Regions from separate parts of the Siniperca chuatsi genome. Here region 2 is linked to region 1. A link is a contact called in public Hi-C data. All regions are on one chromosome and are shown on one strand. Each heading gives the region's core, a stretch centred on a gene start, on an enhancer-like site or on the middle of the called end of the contact. The rest is flanking DNA. Distances are from core to core; before and after follow the strand shown.

Region 1 (3,375 bases), core at 308-2,807:
CCTGCCTGCCTGCCTGCCTGCCTGCCTGTCTGTCTGTCTGTGAGATATGACACCAAATAACCTCCAACATGAAGGTACATGTCCAAATTTAGGGCAGACACATTGGTCAACGTGAGGGAGTGTGTTTTCCTACCCTAAGTAAACACTGTGAAACAAACTCACTCGTGCATTGACACTGCATGTCAATCACACATGCAGACACACACTCTCTCCCTTCGTGTCGCTACCACACACACACACTCACACTTTGGCCTGGCTTTAGAGCAAAAGAGCTGAGCTCGACTGTGGGAATGCGGAGGTCCCGTAGCATGAAACTGTCACCGTCCTGACAAACTGGCCTGTAACATAAACAAGCACACATACATCAGCCCAGGACAATACCCCCCGAGAAGAGAGCACAATACCCGGCCTCAACCACTCCACACTGGGCCTGAAACAATACCACACACGCTGAAACAACACCGTAGCCAGGCCTAAGCCAACACTGCACTGGGCAAAGCTTGAAGCAACACCATTCGGTGAACAGCAGCACACAATGCCTGCAATGGGAAACAATCCATCAGGTGCTGACACAGCTAAGTTCATGTCTCAAAGTGTGGGGTCTTTGCAAGATTGGATGCACAGAGGTGAACAAGCCCTTGTGAGCACTGTGCGTGTACTGCTGCATGTTTGACATTTTTCCTTATAGACTAAAGGCACTTCGGTGCCTTTAAACTCACAAGGAGCCTACACAATCAAATATACTGACACATCACTGACGAATGCATAGGCAGAAAAGATATAATACATCTTGATATTTACATTTAGTCTCATTATTTCTGACATACACACCCATTATGGCAGTCCAATTCTCAAAATCCCTAAACCTGTGTTGTTAAGAGGTGCAACAATCTAATCTGTTAACAATTTTGTCAATAAATCAAAGAATCATTTGGTCTATAAATTGTCAAAGCAATGAAAAATCCCTCACAATTTACCAGACCTCGAGGTGAGACCTTCAAATTGTTTATTTTGTCCAATCAATGGTCTAAAACCAAAAGATATTCAGTTTTCAATTACGTTCAACAGAAAAAAGCAGCAAATCTTTACATTGCAGAGGCTAGATTCAATGTTTGGCATTTTTGCTTGACTTAAACAATCAATCGATCATCAAAACTGATGACAAATAATTTTCTATTGATCAACTACTGTTGTTCAGTAGCATCTTCTGCTCAAGTCAAAGCAGATATAGTGAGTTAAATCAATAAAGAATTACAGCTTTTCACCTGGATTCAGACTAAACTCCATTCTGAAATGGAGAAACTCCATTTTGGTGGTTACACAATATTTCCTGATCTGAGCAGGAGCGAGTGGCCCTAATATTTTGTTTGTGTATTCCAGCTGGTTAAGGCCGGTGTTGAGCCTGTGTGGTTTGTATCCTAATAGGGGCTACCTCAGACTGAGGCCTGGACTGCAGCCACTGGGCTATTCATGCTTTGTGACCTGATCTGCAGATGCCTCTAAATCCTGCATGCTCAAATCTCTCAAGACATGTAAACACACACACACACACACACACTCACTCACATTCAAAGGCAGACAGATCCACACATGACATAAACACATAGAAAAAGTCACACACGTACATACATACATACATACATACATATTGGATAAATACCCAGTGACCAGGGCAAAAGGAAAAAATTAAAATCATGCGCAACATTGCATGCATTCAGCCCAGTGCATGGAAAATTCCCATCCAGCAACTTGAGAGGAGAGCAAAAGCAGACTACAGACTGGTACAGAGCACCCCCCTGTGTCCACACAGGTGAACTGCAGCTGCTTCAGTCCCTCAATATGCTGTGTGAGTGATAAAACCACTCAATGGGCCATTCTGTTTCATCAAGTAAAAGGCGGAGTATTAAAGAGTAAGAGGGTGGAGGATAAAAGGCATATATTGATTTTTTTTCAAATACTGCATCCACTAGACAATAACCTTCATCATTAATTTATGAATTCAATCAAATGAATCCTCAACAGATGGCACACAAGTCGATAGATGAAAGTGTCCGAGACCAGAGGCCGAGTGTATAAGGTAAGTGGGGTGATATGCAGCCATTTCTATATCAGGTTTATTTTGTTGGATAGTGTGTGTGTGTGTGTGTGTGTGTGTGTGTGTGTGTGTGTGTGTGTGTGTGTGTGTGTGTGTGTGTGTGTGTGTGTGTGTGTGTGCGCGTCGCTGTTTGAATACTCCCTCAGGATATCCAAAAGCCTACAGAAATAAACAAGGGCGTAGGTTTGGTTTCAGAAGTAGGAGGGGCACAATAAAGTCAGAGGTTCTTCAAACAAAAAGGTATTTATTTATATGTATGTATGTATGTATGTATGTATGTATGTATGTATGTATGTATGTATGTATGTATGTATGTATGTATGTATGTATGTGTATTATTATTGCACTAACCCTGCTAAAAATCATGTTTAGTTTACTTGATAGAGACTTTATAATAAATAGCGTTGTATTTGTATTGTAAGTACAAAGAGCTATGTTCTTCACTGCTAACTTTGACTGATGTTCAATTGCAGTGTTTTTATAGGAGAATATCAACTGTAAATCAAAATATAAACAGGATTTCTTTTTTTTACCTGCAATGTATAAAAGTGCCTGTAGCTATATGTAGCCAGACAGACAAAACCAAGGCGTAAATCACATACATGCTCGTAATGGCCAGGGAATCGAGAAGAACTAGTTCATATGAAGTGTGACCCAAACCCCAGCGGCTCTGTTCTTTACAGCCACACTCAAAACTGAGCGAAAAGACTGCTTTCATAGAGAGGGGTGAGATGTGATAATTGTTTAAATATGGGCATAATGGCGCTCACTTTTGGACAGTCTCTCCTGGAAATCAATCATTCATTCATACTCATTTGTAAACACAAAAAGTAACAGAAATAGCTGTGTTAAGAAAGAAAAAAAGAGAGCTTGAGAGAGAAGTTCAAACCCAGCTTACTTTTTCACATCCGCACAGCTGGCCAATCAGTTTGTCAGTTTCAGAAAGTTACAGAAAAAAACCACAGGTCTTATTATTAACATTAACGATGGCTTCGTTCTATTAAAAGTGTCCCAGTTAACCCTGAAACTGAAGCAGCTAAATGGAATTCAGCCATCATTCATTTTATTATTTACACCTTTGCTTTTACTGTGACATGTCATCATGTCTGCTGTGATAAAAGGCCTATTGCTACAGGATGATGTAATGCTGTTACAAGATTACAGTCTCATTAACTGTACCTTTCTCACAGGAGACATTTGGACTTGTCATAGCAGAAAAAGCACATGTGTAATTAATAACATTAATGATGGCTCCATTCCATTAGCGCCAAAGTAAACCA
Region 2 (3,391 bases), core at 524-3,023, 130 kb before region 1:
AGCTCTTGAAGAAAATGGGTTGAAATCTTGGTTTCAACCTTTGCCGATTTTGTAATAATGGGTTAAAAAGGAAACAAAACAAATGCCATGCTTTAGTGACTGATGACCTATAGCAAATACACAAACAAAATCTTACAGACATCTAACCTCTCTCATTTTATCCAGTGAGCTATAGTTCTCTGCAGGAGCCAAACTGCTGCATCAGGTATTCTCTTTGATGTGAAGGGAACAAAAACCATCACACAATGTGTGTACGTGTAGACCGACTATCTCTGGTAATCCCGTACAGTACAGACTCCAGACTGCTGCTGTAACTGAGCGTGTGCGTGTTGTACAAATCTGCCCGGTGAAATATGTGTCAATGAGCACAGTCAAACAATACTGTCCAACCTCTTTAGAGAGCATGTCTGTCAGCTTGCTGATTGTGAATACTGTGATGAAGATCCTCCCATAAAACACAGACACATGGGTAATATGCTGTTTATTTAGAGTTATGATTTTAGCAGTTAATAGACTACAATGCAGGAAATGTACTTACCCATGCCCAAAACAAATAATACATGATAGGATATCCTAAAATAATAATATATTATTGTGATGTCAAATCAAAACTAAAATTAACATTTCATTACCACAGACCCACCATAAATCAATGCAGTAATACTGAAGTGATACTGTATCTTGTTATGGTCAGCTGTGAACGCGCATTCCTGCACAGAAACCGCGAGCACGCGCAAATGGACGCGCACCTTGCACGGCAAGCAGCCCTCGGTGAAACAAAGAAGATGTGGACGAGGCTGTTTTGATCCAGTCAAGGTGGAGGAGATGGAGGAGGAGGGAGGGAGGTCGAGAGCATCACTTACAGGATGGAGAAACCATCTAGGATTGCTCTCCTTTATCTCTGGCTAATACACGGGATGACGTCATCCGGAGCGAGGTGGAACGGGCTCCGGAAAGGGGGCGTGGCCTGAGCGCCGTAACAGACATGATTGACAACCTGGTTCGCTGATTAAAGGCACAATCAGCCATAGCAATGAGGCAACAAGAGTGATATGAATAAAAAATCTATATGGATGTTAAAGCTAAAATCCGAATATGTGATATTATGTTCCAAATGTTTTTACCGTTAAGCACCATCATGATGTCAGTAACATATAACAATGACAATCTTTTTGAAAGCACAATTTCTATTACAACACTGTAATTAACTGTTAAAATCTGTTTTAGAGGGGGAAACAATCGATTAGTTGATTGACAGAAAATCAGCACCATTTTGAGTCGTTTTTTAAGCAAAAATGTACAAAGTTCACTGGTTGCTGCCTCTGGAAAACTGTGATGGACTTTTTTTTGGTCCATAAAATGTAAAAAAAATATATATATATAAACACATTTATTAATGGAGAAAATACCTGACAGATTAATTGATAATGAAAATAATTGTTAGTTGCAGCCCTAGACAGCTTTTTAAAAAATTTACATTAATGGATTCTAACAAAGTAGAAACCTGTAGCACACCTGTAGTGCCAGTTTCACCAAGATGTACTCTGCAAACTAAAGTTGGACATGTAAACATCCCTTTTACCTGTGACAGTGAAAATCTTTGTAAAATGAATACATTAATCGACTTTAATGGTTCCGTTTTTCTTCTTCTGTTGTGTCCCTCTATTTCTCTGCCTGTCACCAACATGTCAGGACGTGTCCCAGCCTCCACCTGCGTACAGACAGCTCCGTCCTGTTGGACTCACTGCAGTGTCTCTTTAAAAGGCGATCCCATGCACAGGATCCAGGGGGCTGGCCCTTGATCGACTTGCATGCGCGTGTCTGTGTGTGAACGTAAGTGTGTGCGTGTGTATGTATGTGTGTGAGCGCGTGTGTGCAGCGCTGTGTGGAGAGCACATCGAGATACAGTAATACTCAGAGTGAGGTGGCAGTCTTATTCCACATCGACACTGACTTGCCCTGCGTACATCCTATCTGTCTGTACATCGCAGAGCGCACTTGAGGAGTGAAAAAGGAGAGAGTCAAGATGGCATCTGGAAGTGGCCGTGGACAATCCGGGATTTAGTCTCTTCTGGGGTTTTTTTTGTACCACGGAGCGCAAGTGACAGGCCGTACAAGGTATTTCATTTAAAGTGTTCAGAGCGGATTTATTTCCCAGAGAGATGAGGTTTGAGCACTTTCTCCTCAGCCATTGATCTCCAGTGGGTGGATTCAGACCCTTGCATCAGGACGGGGTTTTGTGTAGAGCTCCTATTCATGAGCAAGTAGTGTTTTATAATGAAGTGAAGCTCAGAGAGGCGCATAGCTTCATTGAAATATGTTTGTTTAATTCAGAAGTAGGCTAGTTTATTGTAGCTTCATTGACAGAAATAGGTTAAATGTACACACGCAGCCAGTGTAGTGTATCTTTTATCCTGTATTTTAACTTGGCTTTAAGCGAATGTGTTGGCTTTATTTTTTCTTTCTTCATGTCCTCAACAGTTGCTCTTGGCCCTGTTGGGACTTCGCTGGTGTGGAATAGCAACAAAGGACGGGAGCGCGCATTCATGGGACGCGACTTTGACAGCTCTTCATTTCTTGTCTTGTAACTTTATTACCTGGCAGCGGGGGCGAGATTGTGACTGGAGCAGGAGATAATGGCTGAGGCTCCGTTCCCCGACCCACTCCCGGACTTGGACGTGGTCATCGACCCGGACTTTGAGCCACAGAAGCGGCCCAGATCTTGCACCTGGCCGCTGCCACGACCGGACTCGAACGCGGTGAAACCGGAGAGCAATGACACAGATATCATACCCGAGGAAGAGGATGAGGAGGAGGATAATGCCACCAGTGTCCATGGCTCTGGTTTGGCAACAGAGGACCAGAGCAGCAACAGCCCCATAGCCGATGGAGCGCTCTCCTCCCCCGGCCAGGAGAGCGGAGGCTCCCCGCTCTCCACGCACTCCCCGACGGCCACCTCTGGCGCGCTGACCCCCAGCAGCTTGGCTGCCCAGCAGACGCCGAGGAAAGCATCGTCTCGTCGTAACGCATGGGGGAATCTCTCCTACGCCGACCTGATAACCAAAGCCATTGAGAGCGCGCCGGACAAGAGACTGACACTGTCCCAAATTTATGACTGGATGGTGAGATCCATCCCCTACTTCAAAGACAAAGGCGACAGCAACAGCTCTGCAGGATGGAAGGTAAGAGTCGTCCCACTCACCCACCCAGCCCCCCTCCTTCTTCCATCAAAACAAAAACAAAAAGCATGTGGCTTGTAAACCCACTGACGTACACACACGAACAGACACGCACACAATTATGCCAGCGCAGTAGTGTTTTTACGAGTGTCTATTTGGAAAGTCTGGCACTCATTATACCTCTCATTATCATTCTAATGGAAATTACAGAT

Evidence for each region. A called contact is a pair of places that touch in the nucleus more often than the background predicts.
Region 2: a Hi-C map of an unstated tissue shows a contact between it and region 1, with 9 times the contacts expected there. The contact joins the promoter of foxo3b here to the enhancer-like site in region 1. A contact is called at or near these places in 2 of 3 Hi-C or Micro-C datasets (skeletal muscle and an unstated tissue).

The regions. Positions count from the first base shown.
Region 1 is chrLG16:17,216,888-17,220,262 of ASM2008510v1, reverse strand. The region is part of intron 2 of sesn1 (sestrin-1); the gene reads right to left. Among protein-coding and RNA genes, the nearest start is that of sesn1, 13 kb to the right of the region's middle. Within about 2 kb of position 1,557, the one cell type or tissue checked has an H3K27ac peak away from gene starts, as active enhancers do.
Region 2 is chrLG16:17,349,829-17,353,219 of ASM2008510v1, reverse strand. foxo3b (forkhead box protein O3B) reads left to right here and starts at 1,773. Exons shown (of 4, transcript XM_044168483.1): 1 at 1,773-2,118; 2 at 2,482-3,182. The coding sequence starts at 2,637.